Regions from separate parts of the Mus musculus genome. Here all the other regions are linked to region 3. A link is a contact called in public HiChIP or PLAC-seq and promoter capture Hi-C data. All regions are on one chromosome and are shown on one strand. The core of a region is the stretch at or near the end of the contact, and the rest is flanking DNA. Distances in the headings are between cores, read along the strand shown. Region 1 has its middle 12 kb from the start of Gm35135. Region 2 holds the start of G2e3 (G2/M-phase specific E3 ubiquitin ligase). Region 3 holds the start of Heatr5a (HEAT repeat containing 5A). Region 4 overlaps Arhgap5 (Rho GTPase activating protein 5). Region 5 holds the start of Scfd1 (Sec1 family domain containing 1).

What was found. Promoter capture Hi-C pulls out the DNA fragments that hold promoters and counts their contacts. HiChIP or PLAC-seq counts read pairs in DNA pulled down with a chosen protein or histone mark.
Region 1: a contact with region 3 is called in an H3K4me3 HiChIP or PLAC-seq map of stem cell-derived neural progenitor cells, with 14 read pairs. The contact joins the enhancer-like site here to the promoter of Heatr5a in region 3. A contact is called at or near these places in 4 of 39 promoter capture datasets (cranial neural crest, liver and pre-B cells), 1 of 15 datasets of contacts at CTCF or cohesin (the NIH/3T3 cell line), 5 of 484 Hi-C or Micro-C datasets (CD4 T cells and embryonic stem cells), 18 of 115 datasets of contacts at active chromatin or transcription factors (bone marrow-derived macrophages, differentiating embryonic stem cells, embryonic forebrain and 8 more) and 2 of 9 other capture datasets (adipose tissue and embryonic stem cells).
Region 2: a promoter capture Hi-C map of liver shows a contact between it and region 3, with 4 times the contacts expected there. The contact joins the promoter of G2e3 here to the promoter of Heatr5a in region 3. A contact is called at or near these places in 4 of 39 promoter capture datasets (the C10 cell line, erythroid cells, liver and 1 more), 1 of 484 Hi-C or Micro-C datasets (embryonic stem cells), 1 of 115 datasets of contacts at active chromatin or transcription factors (bone marrow-derived macrophages) and 1 of 9 other capture datasets (liver).
Region 4: a contact with region 3 is called in an H3K4me3 HiChIP or PLAC-seq map of bone marrow-derived macrophages, with 4 times the contacts expected there. The contact joins the enhancer-like site here to the promoter of Heatr5a in region 3. A contact is called at or near these places in 4 of 39 promoter capture datasets (the 3T3-L1 cell line, cranial neural crest, epiblast stem cells and 1 more), 4 of 115 datasets of contacts at active chromatin or transcription factors (bone marrow-derived macrophages, embryonic forebrain, embryonic stem cells and 1 more) and 1 of 9 other capture datasets (embryonic stem cells).
Region 5: a promoter capture Hi-C map of pre-B cells shows a contact between it and region 3. The contact joins the promoter of Scfd1 here to the promoter of Heatr5a in region 3. A contact is called at or near these places in 6 of 39 promoter capture datasets (the C10 cell line, the HPC-7 cell line, hematopoietic stem and progenitor cells and 2 more) and 3 of 9 other capture datasets (adipose tissue, embryonic stem cells and liver).

Annotation. Positions count from the first base shown.
Region 1 is chr12:52,490,817-52,494,902 of GRCm38.p6, reverse strand. No RefSeq gene overlaps it. Among named protein-coding and RNA genes, the nearest start is that of Gm35135, 12 kb to the right of the region's middle. Within about 2 kb of position 1,387, at least 78 of the 459 cell types and tissues checked have an H3K27ac peak or open chromatin away from gene starts, as enhancers often do. A contact at or near this core is called in the NIH/3T3 cell line, adipose tissue and stem cell-derived neural progenitor cells, where this site is marked.
Region 2 is chr12:51,345,731-51,349,622 of GRCm38.p6, reverse strand. It overlaps G2e3 (G2/M-phase specific E3 ubiquitin ligase), which reads right to left and starts at 1,393. Exons shown (of 15, transcript NM_001015099.2): 1 at 1,179-1,393.
Region 3 is chr12:51,969,465-51,973,210 of GRCm38.p6, reverse strand. It overlaps Heatr5a (HEAT repeat containing 5A), which reads left to right and starts at 1,890. Exons shown (of 36, transcript NM_177171.4): 1 at 1,890-2,008.
Region 4 is chr12:52,539,048-52,543,341 of GRCm38.p6, reverse strand. Arhgap5 (Rho GTPase activating protein 5) reads right to left here. Exons shown (of 6, transcript NM_009706.2): 2 at 706-853. Among named protein-coding and RNA genes, the nearest start is that of Arhgap5, 25 kb to the right of the region's middle. Within about 2 kb of position 1,846, at least 11 of the 459 cell types and tissues checked have an H3K27ac peak or open chromatin away from gene starts, as enhancers often do. A contact at or near this core is called in bone marrow-derived macrophages, where this site is marked.
Region 5 is chr12:51,375,487-51,379,727 of GRCm38.p6, reverse strand. Scfd1 (Sec1 family domain containing 1) reads right to left here and starts at 2,215. Exons shown (of 25, transcript NM_029825.3): 1 at 2,092-2,215. The coding sequence starts at 2,143. It overlaps G2e3 (G2/M-phase specific E3 ubiquitin ligase), which reads right to left. Exons shown (of 15, transcript NM_001015099.2): 15 at 2,742-4,241.

The DNA.
Region 1 (4,086 bases), core at 138-2,637, 520 kb before region 3:
CTTTAATTCTACCAAACTGACTCAAATCTTACTTAGTTCTAGTGTTTGGGCAGGGCAGGGGGGTGTTTTGTTTGAGTTGTTCATTTTATGTGTATGTGAGTGTTTTGCCTACATGTATGTGCACCATGTGTCTACCTGATACACATGGAGGTCAGAAAAGGGTAACGGAGACCCTGGAACTGGAGGTAAGGATGGTTTCGAACCACCATGTGTGTGCTGGGAATCAAACACGGTCCTCTGTAAGACAGGCAGCTGCTTTAATTTCTGAGCCATCTCCCCAGCACTGTGGTTTTGGTTTTTGTTTAATTTTGTTGAGAATTCTGGTTTTTCACATTTTTATTTTTGTTGTGTGCGTGTTTGTTGTAAGACAGAGCATTGTGCTGTAGCTGAGGGTGACCTGAACCACAAATGCCTCCTGTTTAGGCTCCTGAGTGTTGGGACTGTAAGGTGCATCACACGCCCAACATGGTGGGAGCTGATAAGCTGATTATAGGGAAATAGTTTTTAGTTTACCTTTAATTACTAGAATAATGTTCTACATAGAGTTTTGCATATTCAGAAAATTCAATTATGACTTTAATTTGTATAGAAATATGAATAATTAAATAACCTGGAAGAAAAGAAATGGAAACATTAACAGTGGCCACGTCTGGGTCTAAAACGATGTGCTCCTGTTCTGTGCCATATGTATTCACGGATATTTAAACTTCCTTAGTCTTGAAAATAACAGGAGATGATTTGTAACACTGTGCATTGCAAATCACATCTGCCTACTTAAAACCTCCTTTGAAATATATTTACTTGGACAGTATAATCCACACAGGGTTTGAGTCTTGGGTCAACTTTTCTTTGGCGCACTACTCTGAGTCATCCTCTCATTGAATAGCCATTAATTCCAACCCTCTGTGTGCCAGTCTGTGATTCTGCCATCATAGGAAAGGAAAGGCATGAATCCTGCTGGCGACATGTTCATTTTCTGGTTTTAGAACTAGTAAGATGTAGGGCTATAGATTATGGCTTTTGGTGAGGAACAAATACATCTCTCAATTTCTGTCACACTCTAATAGCTTCATCACTCATGGTTTCTCGTTTTCAATACAACAGGCACAATACGGTCTTTTGGAGATTGAAAAATGCGAAGGATGATAATTTCTCCTCTAGCAAACTGACCGCTGGTTTACCCAAATAACTTGTGTGCCGAGGGCACTTTCAAAGCACACAGTGTGAATGTTAAAGGCCCTCTGAATGAACCCCGTTGTTTCCCTCTCCTATTGTCAGATATGTAGTCTCGTGGTTTTGAGTTTTGGCAGTCTTCAGGTTAGGGCCATGCCGCCCAGAGGAATAGAGGCCACTCCGAGACTGAGTGAACTCTTGTTTTAACTGGCATATAGCTGTTTTTATTTGGGTTTCTGTGGAATCTGGAAGCCTGCAACTCATCCAGAATAAGGGCATTCCACAAATTCCATTTCATAAAAGCCAGTCACTCTCTCAGACACTGTTTCAGTTTCCTTCAATGTAACTAAACTTTTAGCAGACATTCCAGGGAAAGTGATGGAGGGAGGAGCCTTAAGATAAGCATTACTCGGGATTCTGGCCCAGTCCGTCCTCCTGAGTGTGTTGATAGTATTAGCCGCAGAATCATAGCAGTAAAGGAAATAACAACCAAAATATATTTAAACAGTTAAAATGTCAAGTCAATTAGAGGAATTCACAAAATCCCAGAATTTAAAAAAAAATAAATTTATATATACCAAATGATCTAACACAAATGAGATTCAAGCTTCCTCGGCAACCTGTACTTTCTCACGTTGTTTAAATAGAAACCAGGTTTTGTGCATGGTCAAATTTTTTAGCCTAAAAAAATTTTCATTTTTTTTTTCTTTTAAAGCAATAATTTAATTGGAACTCAAATGCTTTAGTTGTTGCTATAGTTTCCCCCTCCCCGCTTCCCCTATGAAACAGGGTCTCCTGTAGCCCAGGCTGTGCTCCAACTTGCTAGTAATTTAGGATTATCCTGAGCGCTAATCCTCTGCCTGGATTTGGCAAGTGCTGGGATTACAGGCTTGTGACACCAGGCCCAGTGGAACAGAAATAGTCTCCACATGTGGGGTCTGTCTGTCTCCCTGTCCTTCTGTTGCTTCTCTATGTGTCTGTCTCTCTCTGCCTCTCTGTCTCTCTGTCTCTTCCTATGTAGCCTGGTTGGCCTCAAACTCACCCAGTTTTAGTTTCATTTTACCTGCCTCCACCTCCCCACAGGCTGGGATTAAATGCCTGTGCCACCACACCCAGTCCCAAGGTCTCTCCTTTGATTGGAGATAAGGAACATATACTGGGTGAACATCAGACCTACAGAGGAAATGAGACCTTCTGATGTCCAGTTGCTTTGTGGATAAGCAATGAGCGTTGTGTCCTGACATCCTTCTTCAGGCTTCTGAGGAGAAGGGAGTCTCCTCAAACTGTTCTCAGTCACACACACCTTTAACTCTGTGAGACGGTCACAGACTGACTTGTGCTGCTGTCTCCTCGCCTTTGTGTAATTTAATAAAAATGGCTGCAAGTGTACGAATCCGAGCTGAGGTAACTGCAATGCTTCTGCTCGAGAAGGAAAGTGTTTATTTAAATCTCTGAAAGACACAGTGTGGGATCCACATGGGATGAGCTTCCACACCATAGGGCGGAAGAGAAGGATCTTGACTGTGCTGAATCCAAAGATGCCACTGGGTCTTGTGGGCCTCTGCTGAGCTGTTTAAACACCAGGAGGATTGGAGGCATTGCACTTCTTCATGCTGGCTGACTAGATACATCCTCTCTTGAAAACTTTGTCAAATTTATCAAATAGACTCATCTTTGCTATTGAGTTGAGCTTCTTACTCCTTCTGGACTTTACCAGTATTTTCTTCCAACCTCACTCTGTTGACTGCTTTCTTTGATACACAAAATACTTTGTAGCCTGATACAAACACAAGACTTTTAGATCTTATAGATATGTAACTAGTCCATTTTGAAATATATAGATATATAGATATCTATATATCTCACATACACACACACATGCATATATATATATCTTGAGAGCTAAGTAGTGTCTAGCTTCATTCTTCTGCTTATGGACACCCCATTTTGCCAGCACCATTTGTTGAGGAAACTGTTCTTTCTTCATAGCGAGGTTGCTGCATCTTTATTGCAGGCCAGCTCCAGTGGCATTTGTAGGTTTCACTCCAGGCACTCTACTCTTTTTCTTTGATCTGTGCTATCTGTTTTTATGTCAATACCATGGTACTTTGATTGCTACAGCTTTGAAGTGTGTTTGGGGTTAGGTAGTACCATGGCTTCCCTTTGCTCTTTGTGATCAGAATAACTTTGGTTGCTTGGGATTAGTTGTTGTTCCTCCATATAAACTGTAGGACATGCAAATCAATGAGACACCACCACTTTATGCCTGTTAGGAAGACCGTCTTCTCCAAAAGTCACAAGTGTTGTCAAGGATGCAGAGGAGGGGAGTCCTGACACACTGCTGGTGACAATGTGAGTTAGTGCACCCGTATGGAAACAGTATGAAGGTGCTTCAAAAAAACAGTCGTCATATAATACACAGCACAACTACTAGTTGTAAACCCAAAAGAAATGAAATCAACCTTTTGAGGATATATCCTTATATTTATGTTTACTGCAGGGTTATTCACAATAGCCCAAAACTAGAAACAGCCTAAGCATCAGTTGAGAGAATATGAAGCAAAAAATATGAAGGAAAGAATATGAAGAATGTGGAATGGGGTCCATGTCATTTTTATAACATGAACAGAACTGAAATTGTTATATAAAGTGAAATTAAACCCAGAAAGACGGGGTTGGGGATTTAGCTCAGTGGTAAAGTGCTTGCCTAGCAAGCCCAAGGCCCTGGGTTCGGTCCTCAGCTCCGGAAAAAAGAAAAAAAAAAAAAAAATAAACCCAGAAAGACAAATACTGTGTGAGCTTCATCATATATAGGATATGAAAAAGTTGATCACGGAGATGCTGAGGACAGGACAGTGGTTACCAGAGTCTGGGGAGCAGAGGGGAGAGGATGATAGATGTTGGTCAACAAAT
Region 2 (3,892 bases), core at 144-2,643, 620 kb after region 3:
GTTAAAAGGCATTATCCAAGTCCATCCTCTAGAAAGTTAAAATCTCTGATGTTTGAGTACAGGCCATCAGCTTGGGAGCCCTTATAGGAAGGAGTATGCATACAATGAAGTGTGACATTTACTGATGTGGGTAAACAACAACAAAACACAACCAACCAAACAAACAAACAAAAGGCACATTAGGATACAGAAAATCTACAACAGGTTACTTGCTGGTACCATTTAGGAAGCTAGCAGATCTGACTGCACTGTTTGAGAAAGGCCAGCCAATAGCTTTGTGGCAGACTCATTGAAAACACTTTCAATGATCTTCCTTTTTAATTTTTTTCCTACTTGAATATCGAAAACAGCATTCATTAGCAGGCATGAAAGAGGATGAAGAAATGGTCTTACTTCGGATGTTACTAAGTACCACTTTAAAATGTTTAAGCATTTTTAACGACACCGTCACCCAGTTGGTAAAACCTTAAAAGGATGTTACCTTTTTTCTACAAAACACACAAGCAACCTGTCAGTTTTTAATAAGGCAAAGTATATAACTTGTTTCAAAAGAAAGTTTATGTTTACCGTGTACATCTCAGCTATTCAAAAAAGTGTGGCTTTTTGTCGGGGTTTGTGAGAGTCCAGTTCATCATAAAAGATGAACAACAAAAACAACAAAAAAACAAACAAGCAAAAACGCCCGAAGAAAACTCAATTCCTGAGGCACTGAGTCCCTCTAAAATAACTCGATAATAACAATCACCAAATGAATGAAGAGGGTGAAAAGCGGGGACGGGACGGAACGGGTGGGGGTTGGGGGTGACACTAGACCCTATCCCCATTGTTAGCAAACTTAACATCTGTGAGCCACCGCTGCTACTGTAGCCAGTTTAAATGAGCAATAGGGCTCGGATTTTTGCGGTACACAAGAAGTGTCAAGGTGTGAAAGAAAAATACCCCGGTTTTAAACACAAAGGATACTCGGATTTCAGCTTAAATCCCCTCGAGGCATTTCAAGGCTGTCATTTCTCTGCGGTGAGGGACCGGTCTCAAGAGCAACTGGGAGCCACAACGGGCACCCCTCCGTGAAGCCCTCCCCCCTTCCCTCTTTAATTAATAAAGAGCAGCTCGGGGCTCGACAGCGGCAGGGCGCGGACGTCCAGCGCGTGGAGAAGCCCCCTACCGCTCACACCTACCCGGCCGCCCGTGACACCTCCGTCTGTCCCCGGGCACGTCTTCACCAGGCGCGGGGCACAAGTCCCAGGCTCGCCGCGTTACCGCTCACGTCGACCGCAGCGCTGCCGTACGCCCAACCCGCTCAGCCCCATCCAACGGCTCGCACAATTCAAATTCGTCGTCCACTTCCGTTTGCGACCCGGAACCCACGGCTGCTCGGCCCCTCCCCGGGGAAGTGGACGCAGGGAGGCTGCGTCTGCGCCTTGGCTTTCGGGGTGGGGGTGGGAATGAAGTTCGGGCGTGCGCGCAGGGGTGGCTGCGCGGACCCGGCCAGGAAAACAACTCCCGGTCCTGCACGTCCGCGGAGGCGTGCGGAGCGCACCAGTCACCCCCCAACAGGCCACACGCTGGGAGGAGGCTTGCCCATGCTAATGAGAAGGCGCGCGAAGGCGAATTCTCCCGGCCCTCTCCCGCAAGGAATTCTTTTGCATCACACTTCCCTATTGTCCTAAAAGTTCCTCGCTTGGCTCTGGGAGGTCGGTTTTCTTCAGCGAGGGCCAGAATGAAAATTTTAATCCCAGAGATGTCTGGAGTTTCTGAAAGGATTACATTTGAGGGGGTTTAAGAGACTTCCACAAGCATTTAGATCTTTTAGGCAGATATCTGAAAGATCAGAACTGTAAGCATTAGAGCTAGGATTAATAGCGGGTCAACTAACACCTGATAGAACGGATTCGCACTTGATTTATCCTAGCGGCGCTTCCTCAGCGCCTTTCAAAACACAACTTGAAAGATTTGCTGGATTTCTAGAATCTAGATACCTAACACGAAGGTAGATTGTAATTTTTAACCGATGTAACGTTTTTTAACAGTGGGAAATGATGTTTAACAATAAAGTATGACTCCTCAGCTATTGGATTTTGTATGCTGATACTGAAAGCGTTCAAAGATAAGATTTTGAAATACTAAGAAGCCAACTTTAGAAGGACTATGTAATGCCCTTCTCTTGAAGTATGTATGTGTGTGCCTGTGGCAATACAAAGTTTCAGGATGGGAGAGCAAACTGTACTAATTAATCAAATCTGGCAGTGTGATTGGTAAATAGGGAGGGCAAAAGGGGGAGGAATTTTTTTTAACGTTATAAACAGCTGAATATTCAGATTAAGACTATTTGATACTGCCAAATTTGTGTTAGGAATGGAATATATTCTAAATACAGAAACAGGCAGGGTAAATGAATGTGTGAATGTATCTTAGTTGGCTAGGTTGTTTACATTCGTTCAACAGTAATTGAAGGTCTGGAGACAAGGACCAGCAGCAAAGAGCAGTGGCTGCGTTTCCATTGGTCCTGGATTCAATTACAGCACCCACATGATGGTTCACAACCTGGAACTTGAGTTTCAGGGAATCCGGTCTCCTCAGGTACTGAGCACACAAGATGTGCATACACGCAGGCAAAATACCCGAACACATAAAATAAAATAAAAACAAAAATTAAGAATGATGTAGTCGCAGGGCAGTGGTGGCACATGCCTTTAATCCCAGCGCTTGGGAGGCAGAGGCAGGCGGATTTCTGAGTTCGAGGCCAGCCTGGTCTACAGAGTGAGTTCCAGTACAGCCAGGGCTATACAGAGAAACCGTGTCTCGAAAAAGCAAAACAAACAGGAAAAGAGAATGATATAGCCACATATTTTGCCCTTCTTTTGTTTTACTACTTAATTTTCCACATTAATATTATGTACCTGTTAAATATATATTGAAGGCAGAAACTAAATAAATGTTCCTATGTATTTTACAATCCGTTGCACTTTCTCTCCAGTAAGTTTTATCTTTCTCGGGAACTGAAAGTCTCAAGCTGACCTTCAAAAAAAGTTAAATATTCTGGGGTAGGCAGTGTAGTTCAGTTGATATAGTCAAGAGGTCTTGATTGGTTCATTGTCTCTTCCTGTTAAAGAATTGAAAGGCAGGAAAAATCCTGAGTATAACTGTCAGCATCACAAAAATCTCAATACCAGAGGCAGCATCAGCTACAGAAGGCAGTTCCTGGGATTGAGTAAACACACACAGTCCTACAGCAGACACATGGGGGGGGGGGGGGTTAATTAGCCCACAACTGTGGTGTAACCGGTCCTGATCTTGCCTTGAACCAGTTCTGCCAGTCTCTCAGCAGGGGGCCTGCGGAGAGGAGGCAGGAAGCCTACAGGGCCTTTGTTTTAAATTGCTGGGTTCTTTCCTCAAATCAAGATGGCGAGGAAGAAGCCCGCTGTTTTGAAATTTCCCACCTTTATATTCCCTTCCCTTGGCCTGCTCCTTACCTGTCTGCCAACCAGGGTGTCTAACTCCTAGTTTCTCATCGTGATAGAGCATTTTTCTAGTGCTTAATCTGTGGCACCATCAAAAAACAAACAAACAAAAACAAAAATCCACCCCACCCACAGAAATCCAAAATGTACAGTGTATTCACATTTCTTTGAGAATACTCCTTGTATTAGTCAGGGTTCTCTAGACTTACAGAATTTATAGAATGAATCTATATAAAAAGGTGATTTATTAGATTGACTTTCAGGCTGAAGTCCAGCTAATCCAACAGCGGCTGCCTAGGAACGGAGAAGTCAAGAATCCTTAAGTTGCTCCGACCATAAGGCTGGATGTCTCTGCTGGTTTTCAGCGTACACTGGAATCCTGGCTCCAATGCCAGGAAAGGAATAGACTTGCTAGCAAGCAGGAAAAGAGA
Region 3 (3,746 bases), core at 641-3,140:
GGAAATAACTCGAAACACAAAGACACAGAAGCCAAGAATGAATGAATGAATCTCCGACTGAGGAAACTTAGAATTTGATCATCAAAAGAGATGAAAGGGATGGAGACATAGCTCTATGCTGCTCAGGCAGAGGACCTTGGTTCAATTCCCAGCACCCACATCAGGCAGCCCACAACGACATCTGATGGCAGTTCTTAAAGCTCCAACACAGTCTTTAGACTTCCAAGGATACGGCATGCCTACGGTGCAAGTAAAGACAGGCATACCTACGTGCATATAACAAAACAAAACTGTAAGGAACTGAGATAAGCCCTGAGAGAATGTGTATTGTCGACTAAGGCATGGCTATGTCAAGGACCCAAGGCCTCAGACCCATGGGAGTGGCAAAGCCCTCTTCTGGGTCAAGGGTTTACTAATGATTGACCAAAGTGTGCAAAAACCCAGCAACTGCAGCTCACTACAGATACCTCTTATCAAGACTACTAGCCTCATGTTCTGAGGTTCCAGTGGGTTATTTCATAGTTGATGCCACTCCATTAAAATGTGCAGGGCCCACCTTAACCCAACTTTTCTGTGCCTGTGTTTGCCCTTTCTTCTTGCCCCAGTCAGGTTTCTAGGACCAAGCTGTACAGGATGCAACACAAAGAAAAGAAAAGGACACTCATTGCTCTTGCAGAGGACCCCAGTTCAGTTCCTAGCACCCACATCAGGGACCTCACAACTGCCTATAACTCTGATGCCCTCTTCTGGCCTCCATGGGCACTGCATGCATGTGGCACACATATGTGTAGGCCCACACACAAAAAGTTGTAAAAAGTAAATAGATAAATAATGGAAGAACACTATAATCAACTTAATGAAGTGGAACAATTCTATATCCAGTAATATAAATTATGAATTTCTAAACAAGGTTATTCACAGGTACCCTGAAACAAAATAGCTTCAGAAAATACATATTAATTACAAAGATGGAAAAAGGAGCTTTTTGAAGAGCAAACACCGACACATATGAACATGGAATCACTTGTGAGAGTCCTCAAAGATATCTAGTTTAAATCTAATCATGAATAAATATCAGACAGAATCAGAATGAAAGCCTTTCTATAAAAACAGTGAGCCAATAGTCTTCAAAGTTGTCAAGGTTGTAAATGTCAAAGACTAAGGAAGTATTCCAGATTGAAGATATGCATTGCAACTAGAAAGAACACTTATTTCGGAACTGAAGGCCTTTCCTTACAAGGAACATGATTGAGACAACCAAGAAACCGAGTGTATTGCATAAAGAATATCGCTATTGCAGTTATTATGACTATGTGTAAACTGCTTAGGAACACTGTGACATAATATTAGCAACTTAAATCTCAAAACCGTTCGGGGAATAATGTTTTTGAACTACGATTGCAACCTTCTTGTAAGCTTGTTTCAAAACAAGGGAAAAAAGTTACACTCAAAATCCTGATTATAGTGGAAAAACACATCTGACTCAGAGCCACGGACTCCGCGTGGAATCTTCACATAGTCCTTTTACAGTTAGGTTCCTGTTAAAAGTTCTTTAGAGTCCCTTCCTCGGGTAAGATTCCATCATATCCTCCTTCAGCTCCGGCCCTGCCTGAATATTTCCAGGCTCCTGAAGTGTCTGCCTTTTAAGCCGCAAGTGTAGATTCTGACTGGCGACAAAAATAGACAAAAATAGTTGTGGCCGGAATCTCCGGACTGGAGGACAGCACGCTGTCCTAGAAGTGACTTCTGCCTCAGGAGCTCCCATCGCTCTCTCGGCGGTGGAGTAGTCACGCCTGCCACAGTGTGCGCTCCCTGGCTCGGCGGGCGGCTGGCCAGCCTGGGCGCGGGAGGGGCCGGGCCCTCCCAATGGCCGCTCCCGCCGCGCTGTCAGCCCCGCCCGCCCTCCCAGCTCCGCATTCGCCCGCGGGGAGCCGGGTGCCGCTGTGCTGTCGCGGAGCCGGGAACGTGGCACAGCCGGGACGGGTGTGAGCTCAGGGCGTCTCTGCAGGCAAGCCGGGAGATCCGGAGAGGAAGCTGGGGGCGGCGTGCTTAGGGACTGGGCGGGAGCGGCTGGAGCCGGGTGGCGCGGGTCCCGGGTGGGCGCGGTGCGGAGGCTGAGGACCCGGCCCGGTGGGACGGAGCCGAGGGGGACGGGGTCCCGGCTGCAGGCACAGACGGGACACGGGGGCTGACTGCGGCGTGGCGGGTTTCCTCCTCAGCCCAACAGGTAGGCGGGGTCGGCAGCTGCGGGGCTGGGACGCGGGAGGGGAAAGTCGGGGACCCGGTCGCCTGCCCCGCGGCTGGGGACCCGCCCTGCACCTCCAGGTCGGCCCCCAGCAGCAGAGAGTGGACGTTGCCAGAAGTTTCCAGGTCTTCTTAAGAAGGAAAGCCTTCGCCAGGGGCGTTTGCGGAGTCGGTGGAAACGTTTGTTTTTTATTTTCCTTTATTTGCTTATTTCACGCCAGCAAGAAAGAGATCATCTCAAATGATTGCAAATCGTTTGCAAATCGTTAGAAACTTCGTAAAGCACCTAATGGAACTTAGTAACCGTAACGTGTACCTCTGACAAGTTAAGGGAATTTGAACTCTCAGGTCAGACAAATTAGATGGTTTGTAGTCTTTTGGGTTGTGCGTGGTTTATAAGAATGCTAGTCACCCTAAAGGAACTAAAGAGCTTAGAGATAAGGAGAAGTTTAAGGAAGTAAAAAAAAAAAAAAGCCCTATAACAGTTCAGGACTTTGAAAAACAATGCTGGGAGATTAACTTAAGTTAACCCTAATGCAAGGTTGCCTGGTTTTATTTCGCAAACATCTTAGAGACAATGTCTGAGGATGAGGTTTGATTATTTATTTGAGACGGTCTCAAACCTGCCTCTGCCTTCAGAGTGTTGGAATTTAAGGGGTGCACTAATACACAGAGGCAAAGAATGAGATTTTAGATAAGCATCCAAAAACGAATAAAGCCAGGCTTAACGTTGCACATCTGTAGTTCTAGTATTTAGGATGTTGAGGCAGAAAAGGGGAGCGTTCCCAGCCAACCTAGGCTTAGGTAGAGAGAGCCACATCAGCTAACTCACTTTCAAAAAAAAAAAAAAAAAAAACGAACACCAGAGAGCAAGGAGGCAGTTTTACTAAGATAGGGGCGGGAGAATATTGGAGAGCGGATTGGTTGTGCTGTGGAATGCACTTACTTTACATAGATAGCTGTAGGTCAAGAATAAACTCCTGACTTAACCTTTGGTACTCTTTATGGATCCTTGATTAGGTTACCTTTACTTGTTCTTTAATTATATTAGCGTTTGATGTTAGTAGCAGGAAAATACAGAGTTCCCAAATAACGGGGGAGGGGGTGGGGAGGTAGTAATATGCACATGTATTCGAAGGTGCTTGCACCCAGGACTGTCTGCCCTGCTCTCACTTTCTGCTTTTTTGGAGCAGGGTCTTCTCCCTAAACCTAGAGAAAGCCCTAGCAGTCTTTCTGCCCGCCACAGCGGTGCAGTTAGAAGTGCCTGCCCCGTCCACGTTTTTTTGTGGGTTTGATCTCGGGCCTTCATTCTTGCTCAGCCAGCCTTCTTACTTGCTGAACCATCTTCCCAGAATCCCACAGAACCTTTAAAATTTCTTAATTACTATCTAAAATTAACACCATCAATTTAAACTAATGAATGTACTCTCTGAGGGGAAAATTAAGGTTCCTTGTCTTTGCCCTGTGCGTTTCTGTTTTCCACCCTCCATTCTTTGCAGCTT
Region 4 (4,294 bases), core at 597-3,096, 570 kb before region 3:
TGAGTTTAAGGACAGACTGGTTTATACAAAGTTTCGTAACTACAAAGTGAGACTCTGTCTCAAAAAAATAAAATACACTCAAGTATAACTTTTCCAATCTATTCCCCAACTCTTTCTAGCTCAACTTTCAGTTTTTCCATTTTTAATATTTATTATATTGCAACAAAACAAAAATGCATACTTGTTTTTAAAACTGTGAGGCATCTATACATACCATATAAACATAATTTGAACCATATAAAATGACATCAAGCGATACGGCTGAATAAGTACTAACACCACACAGAATGAACTGCCATTTATAAATGTATAATCATGGCTTTAACTTTCAAAGAAAATTACCCACGTGAGGAGTAAGTAACATAAACAGTATCAGGTTTAATTTTAATAAGATATTTTAATTACTGACTCAAATCAGTAGCAATCTATTAATATAAAGTTATTATAAATTTAAGACTTAGGTAAGTTTAACACTTTAGCTTTCAGCATATTTATTATGTTCAAGAAAAGATCTTCAAAATCACTATTGAGTAACAATGAAAAGTTCAAGTATGGGACAGCTACCTGCAGAGTGACTAAGATGACACTAAGTAATGGGAACATGAAGGCTAAAATACAGTTTTAACATATCACATTTAACAAACTATTATTGTAGCAAAAATGAAAATATAAATCAAATCTCATGTATTTATTCTTCTAGCCTACCTGTGTCTTCAATAAATTCCACACATTTTTCAACAAATAGTGGTATAGGCTTCTCAGCTGTAACCAGATCCTGGAGGGGCATCCCAAAGTAATTACTTTCCCAATTTCTACGTGTTGGTGGGTTGAAGGTCTTAGTTTTCTTTTTCTGCTACAAGAAAACATATTCAAATTAAAACTATTAATGTTTATCTTCTCCAGATTATTACCAGACAATGTAAATAAGTACTTTGGAGCAAAAGAAGTATTTAAAAACTACATCCAACCCAAATGCCTAGTAATATCAGCCCTGATAAATTCTGCTAGATAAAAACTAAACAATAGAGACAGAAATGAATGGGGGGAGGGGATGCAGAGGGGGAAGCTGACTATAAGAAAATGGTCTCTTTGGAAAGAGTCTAGAGGTTAGAAAAATTAAATAGCAAGAGATTGGGAAAAAAAGTAATTTTTCAATGTTACCACAAAGATACCAAATATCCTTCCTCATTTTATATGTGGTCTATCTAGCCTTTGAGGTAAACTGTGGTTTCATCTAACTTTTATTTGTAAGAACACATTATTCTTGATTGATTATAAATGAGACTCCATAAACTTTTAATTGTCACTATCAGCCTTCTTTCCCATTCTTTACTATCTCTTACATTTTAACATCTAGACATTTCATTGTCTAAAGAAACATACCAAACATCTTCAGAAAAGGAAATAATTAAACAAGAATTTCAAAATCTAGTATCAGAAAGAAAATGGATTCTTCACTAGGAAGTGAACATGTCAAAAACATAGTGAATAGTGTCTGAAATCCACTATTCAGAGGATTCTACCTCAACCTTTCTGGATTAGATGTTATCTCTGTAGGTAATTCTGTTGCAAACACCCAGCTGGGGATCTCTGAAGACTAGAAGGATGAATTTTTCAAACATAAAAAGTTAGAGCACTTGACAACCCAGATTTTTCCGTCTAACTTCATCTACATTTTTTTATTCTCCCTGAAAAAGCGAACCAAACCACCAGACAAAAACTAATAACCACACCTTCCCCTCCACTCACAAACCTATTCATTTAATCCATTAGTACTGTTGCTGACTTACAAATAGGAGAAAAGTGGAAGGAATAGCAGAAGAAGCACAGATACCATCATCATACCGTATGTCCCCAAATAGCTCTCACTTCCCCTATTCTTTCTACAGAAAACTTGTTTTAGTCTCTAGACTGGATATCTTGAATATTTTAGTCCTTTCAATTTCGGGTTCTTTCACCCAGCAAAATGTCAGAGCTCATAAAAATCTAACTTTCAAATCCCCAGTCACTAACACTTTCTGGTAAGAAAGAATATACACCTCTTGTTAAGTACAGACTATTTACAACAGGTCATTAGAGTGTTCTAGTGCAAAATCTAACTTGCCTATAATTTTATTCTCCAAATGACCATCACCAAAACAGCTCTGTGCAAGGAAGTAGATGAGACTGTAACTTAAAAGGTAGATAGAGGTAAAAGTGGCTTCGTTCTTTTTCTTGGAGAAGTGAGATGCTTTTTAAGCTACAAACTAATAACTGTATTAGAATTTGAATGGAAAATAAAATCTGAAGCAAAACTGATTTTGTCTGTTTATAGAAATAATGCAAATTGTTAAAAAAATAAAAAAACAAACCCAAAATACGCAGTAATTTAATCAACATCAATGCCTAGAATCTAGTAGCATGAATAGAAAAGAATTCTTAAGTCTGCAACATCAAAAAGTTATTTTCTTAAGAGTAAGATATCTGGAACTGGACAGATGGCTCAGTGGTTAAGATAGTCTACTGCTCCTACAGAGGACTTGAGTTTGGTTCCCAGCACCTATGCTGGGTGGCTCCACAAGGACCTGAGGTTTCTGGCATTCATAGATACTTGTACTCATATGCACATACCTATATGCATGAATAGACATGGGGCACACACATACATATAATTAAAAGTAATTTTTGAAAGTCAACTAACTAGGTAAGCCTTAATTGTTGCAATTCACTCCTAAGAAATACTATTTTTATTATTTGCCTTTCAAAATCAATTTGAACTCTGAGATGACAGAAATATCCCAATTGAGGATGGGGAGAGGAAAAAAAAATAGACTTCACTTTGTCTTAGAATGCCTATTTCACTAAATTTGGGGGTTAATAAAAGGAAGCAGACCAGGTATGATGGTGCACACCTTTAATACCAGCACTCAGGAGGCAGATCTCTTTGAGTTCAAGGCCAGCCTGGTTTACAAAGTAAATCCAGGACATCCAGGGCTCTGTTACTCAGAGACCCTGTCTTGAAAAACCTTAATAAACGAACAAGCAAATAAATAAACAAAGAAATGGAAGTAAAATAAGGTAGAATACCTAACTCAAAAGTGTATTTCAGGACTAAAAGTTAATTTTGAAATTTAAACAGATTTGGTGCTGGTAATCTAATACAATAAACAGACAGTCTTATAGGAAGGACCTTTTAACCAACTTTAAACTTTTTAGGTCTGCTCTAATAATCATTATAGGGGGAGGAGGTTAACCTATGTGACAAGTTACTTTTCAAATGATGCCGCAAAAGAAGTTTACATGCTAAAAAGTCCATCAGGGCAGGGCACATGGGTACACAGCTATGACCTTAGCACTTGTGAGGCTGAGGCAGGACTGCTGCCAGTTCAAAGTCAGTCTGGGGCCAAAAAATGAACTCAACCTAGGGTATGCATAGAAACTGTTTAAAGAAGAAAAAGAAAAAGAAAAAAGAAAAGCTTTAGATCAGATTATCTCTCAAATGAGTTAAAATGCATACAATTCTTTGTTGTTGTTATCCTACAATTTGTAATTCTTAGCCAACAGAATCAATCCAGGGAGTTCTTCACAAATTTAAGAATTTGTAGGATTTCATTATGGAGCCCAGAGTTGTTCTCAAATTAAAATATTTGTTTCCCTCTACCTCCCAGGATTTACATGCCTGACAAATGCAGGATTTTAAGCTTTCCACATACTATTAAGATCCATCTCTCAGCTAGCTACTGATCTATACAGCTATTAATCCATACTAATTCAACATAATTTTTTTGTTTATTTGTTTGTTTGTTTGTTTTCGAGACAGGGTTTCTCTGTATAGCCCTGGCTGTCCTGGAACTCACTCTGTAGACCAGGCTGGCCTCGAACTCAGAAATTCGCCTGCCTCTGCCTCTTGAGTACTGGGATTAAAGGTGTGTGCCATTACCACCCTGGTGCCATTTTAAAATCAAATCTTATGTTTGAAAAAAACATACTCACAATAAAACAAATATTGTATTTGCAAATAATGTAAACTTTGTTATCAATTAAGTGTACAGCAGATAGTTTAAAGCCTCAGTATGGATAAATAGGACCAGGAAGAGAAATAGTTTTCTTCCCCAACTTAGTACAGTTAATATTAGCAACATATAATAAATAATATTAAAACCATACAAACAACAAACTGAACAAAACTTAAGCCTAGCAAAAGACAGTTAACTAGGCTTTCAAAGAACTTAAAGCAAGAAAATCTGCAACTCTTAGACACTGTCTTTTAGATAAAGATCAAATAAGGAATGAGGTAATGAAGAAATGTAAAGAG
Region 5 (4,241 bases), core at 966-3,465, 590 kb after region 3:
CCAAGACACCAGAATATATAATACTGAAAGCTAAGAGGCCAGATGAAATCACAGCAAGAGATAAAGTAATGAATTTGGGTTGTGTAACACTGAGAGACAAGGGAGACAGACAAGCAAAACCCTCAGTAGTAACAAGAGGAAGCAGCTTGCTCTGACTGCTGAATGGAAGACAGGAAAGAGAAGAAAAGTAACGCAGGAAGCTTTCACAAAGGTGGCATTTGAGGTGACAGAGGTACTACAGGGAGACAAACCAAGAAACAGGCATGCTAGTCAACACCTTTGTACTTTAGTTTCTTCATCTATAAAATGGAGATAACAGAAACTACCTAAACTAATGATAAATTCACAGTGCATTGACTATTGTCTCATCCGTCCAAACTGACTGCAAATTACTTTGCAGCAAAGCATCTCCCACCTAGAATATTAGAGGATTTTTGTTACTAAATATTCTCAACAGAAATCAATGAAATGTTACTCCTACAAAGGATTTTCTTCTGGAAATAAGGCATGATCCATGTATAGTATGAATTTAATAACTGATGCAGCACAAGCTATACAGTAATAATGTGGAATCTTGCTATAATGAAGTTTATTTTCACCAAAAGACAAAACATTTAGTGTTTTACAATGTCCGAATATTAAAGATGTACTGTTGCATAAATTCAACTTTTAAAAGGTTTCCTTTCATCAGGACAGTTTTACTGATGGGTAGTAAAATCCAATTCATTTAGTTTTATTAAGATATTGGACCCAGGCCGGGCAATGGTGGCGCACACCTTTAATCCCAGCACTCGGGAGGCAGAGGCAGGCGGATTTCTGAGTTCGAGGCCAGCCTTGTCTACAGAGTGGGTTCCAGGACAGCCATGGCTACACAGAGAAACACTGTCTCGGAAGAAAAAAATAACAAACAAACAAACAAACAAACAAAGAAAAAGATATTATACCCAAACTTCTAAGAGAACTTGGGCTTCTGTTTGCTTGCAAATAAAATTAATTATCAAGCATTCTCAAATAATATTTGCTTACCATATTTTAAGTTATGCTTTACCGTTTTACTAAATTACCTACTGAGAAATGTAGAACTCAGTATGTTTTCTGTTAAGTATGCTACATTCAAATCTATCTTTTTTTTTTTTTAACACAAGGGAAGGAATCAGGCACAGTTCAAATTCTATTGCTATGTTGTATTGCTTGTAACCAATTGTTTTTCATACAAATAAGCATAGGTTCAAGAGAATTAAAGTTCTTTATCGCTTATGGACGATTTCTATTCTCTTTGGGAGTTACTAGATAAGTAGTATATGTAAGTCAGTTCTGATTTATACATATCACATTATATATGATATACGTATAGGTAATTATTCTGGGGCCAATATACATACATTAAGTTTCTAGAGTTTACTGAAAATAAGGAAAATCAGGTGTATCTCACATGTAAAAAAAAAAAAAAAACTAAACTAAAACCAAGGGAAGAAATATGTATCTTTAAATTTTTACTTTATAAATGGGTGTACAAATATGCTCTACTTAAGATACAACTGTTCTATATTTTAAGATTATTATCTGTGGAACAACTGAAAGAGGACGCTGTTAATTTGATTTGACATTCCGAAGTCTCTTCCAGCTTTATCACCTGGCATTTTCCATCAGCTTCTCCCAAAGGGTCCAAAGATGATGGCATAAAGTAAGGTGCTCGGAAAAGAATACTTAGATTTTGTAATCATGGCTCAAGTGTCAAAAACAGGTTTTTTTAAAAAAAACCCTAAAACTGAAAGTGAAAACCAAACCGACCTGGGAGACTTGAAATACGAACACAAACCTATAGACCTCGTTAAGTGACAAGACAGGAAAGAAAACACCAGCTGCTGGTCCTTGCCCTGATGGCCTTCTAAAACTCGGCAATTAAAAAATAAGTAGCTAGCACTGTAGCAAGCAGCCTGTGGTAAAGGCTGTGAAGCTTACAGGCATCTCTTCCCCACAACCTCAAAACGGAGCAGCTCTCAAAGCTCAACTCCGAGCTGTACGAACAACCCAGAGATGATGACAGGCCGCTGCTGAGGCACACACTGCAGAGAAGGAAATACCGAGTACCTGTTTGCCTCTCCCGAATGCTGGCCGTGGCCGCCATCTTGCTTCCCACCATCCACTGCCCGGCTGGCACTGGGAGCCCGAAGATGACGTGGCCCTACCTCCCGCGCCGGAAGCAGAACCAGGAGGCGGGCTATGGCGGCAGCCGGCCCGCCTCCCCGGTCCCAGCCCTCGCCTTTCCTCACAGACATTGGTGTTTGCAGATTTCCCAGCAGCGTTTCTAACTAATCGGGGCGAACCTCCCGAGGTCGCTACTCTTAAACCGCTTCTCAGGGCATGGGCGTGGTGGAGCGCTTACAATCTAATTGATAGTGCACTTCTCATCAAGTTTAAATCCTCATAAAAATTTACAAGGCCAAATGAGACGCCAGAAATTGCGTTTTCTTGATTTCCATAACAGTAGTGTCCCTTCCCTCTTTCCTCTGGGGGGGGAGGGGGGGGGGAAACTACAAGCGTGGTAATTTATTCCGTTTGATTTCTTCAGGAAAGGGCTTTGGCCTGCTAGGGTATAAAATCACAGAAAAGCCAAATGGCAGAATTTCCTCTCAGTAGTGCAAATTAAAAAAACAAATGATTGTGAGCAGAATCCGGATGATCACAGCCAGGTTTGGTACATTTAGAGCCCTGTGATTATGAAATAAATCTCACATCGACCATTTTCATAATAGATTTTATTAATGTCAAAAATATATACAATGACAACTTATTACCAATCAATGAACCCACCGATGACACTGCATTATGGATTAATTCTCAGGCAGTCAGATTCTGAAATGAAATCATACTTTCAAAAATTTGGCTTTCAAAATTATACAAATAATTTATCTTATTTTTTAAAATCAAGATTGCATTTTTTTTACAATAAAAACACATTTGACAGATGTAGATACCTATTTTTATAAAGTTACAACAGGTTATCTATAACTACCAGTTTGTGCCCTAGGGGAAGTATCTCAATTCTGGTGTCCATGGACTCTTGAGCAGAATGGCTTTCCCACCTTCCAGTGAGTTTAATCTTACTCACCTGAGAATCCCCACTTTTAAGTACAAATTTGTCATTTGACCATTTAAGTTCCATACTAACTCCTTCCAAGACTATAAGGCACATTATCATAAAATACTAAGACATTTATACAGTGTGCATGTTTCTGTCCAATGGTGTAATGTGGGGAGTAAACATAAAGATATATATATTCATTAGAAGAGTAACTATATAGAACAGTCCTGCAAAGCTACGACCAAGAATGATATTAATGTTGATTATAAGAATAAAAATCATGACTTCAGAGTTAGATTTATTGTAGCTGTTTAACTCCAGATTTTTTGGTTTAAATAATTGAACATCAAGGGATAGTTTTATCTTAGAAAATTTGCTAAAAACAGTTTGTTTCTTGAGTTCAAGGAGCTCTCAGACAAGAAGAGTAAAGATTTTGGATCTTACCCACTTTAATAACATCAGCCTCGTAAATGGACTACTTGTTTAAGACAATCCTGGAAATAGGGAAGGGGTTCAGTATGAGGCAAGAAGGGGAGTATGACCAAAGCTCATTACACACATGTATGCATGTGTCGTGACAGCCTGTTTTAAACAATTACATACTAATAAAAAGGAAAAGAAACACATCTGCACTAAAAGACCACCCCATCCTTATTAGATGCCTGACACAGCTAGAGACATGCAAGCAGAGAACACTTCAACTGAGAAAATGGCTCCATGAAACCAGGAAGTAAGCAACCCTGAAAGGCATTTTCTTAATTAGTGGCGAATGGGAAGGGCCCAGCCCGTGTGCAGTGCCACCCTGGACTAGTGGCCTTGGCTTCTGTAAGAAAGCAAATGAGCAAGCCATGGAAAGCAAGGCAGTAGGCAGCAATCACTTTGTATCAACCCCCACCAGCAGACTCCTGCCTTGACTTCCCTCCTTGAGGAACAGTGCTATTCTGCCTTTCTGTCTCAAGATTCCCAACACATTTATTTAGTTTATATGAACACTTCACAACTTCACATTTTAGTGGCATAAAAACATTTACTTAGAAATGTTATTGTTAAATGTTCATGCTTTTTTTTTTTTTTAATGTTTTGGTCATACTTTAAAATTAAACCCAAGGCCTTCCACATACTAGCTAGGCAAACCATTCTACTACCAGGCCAAATC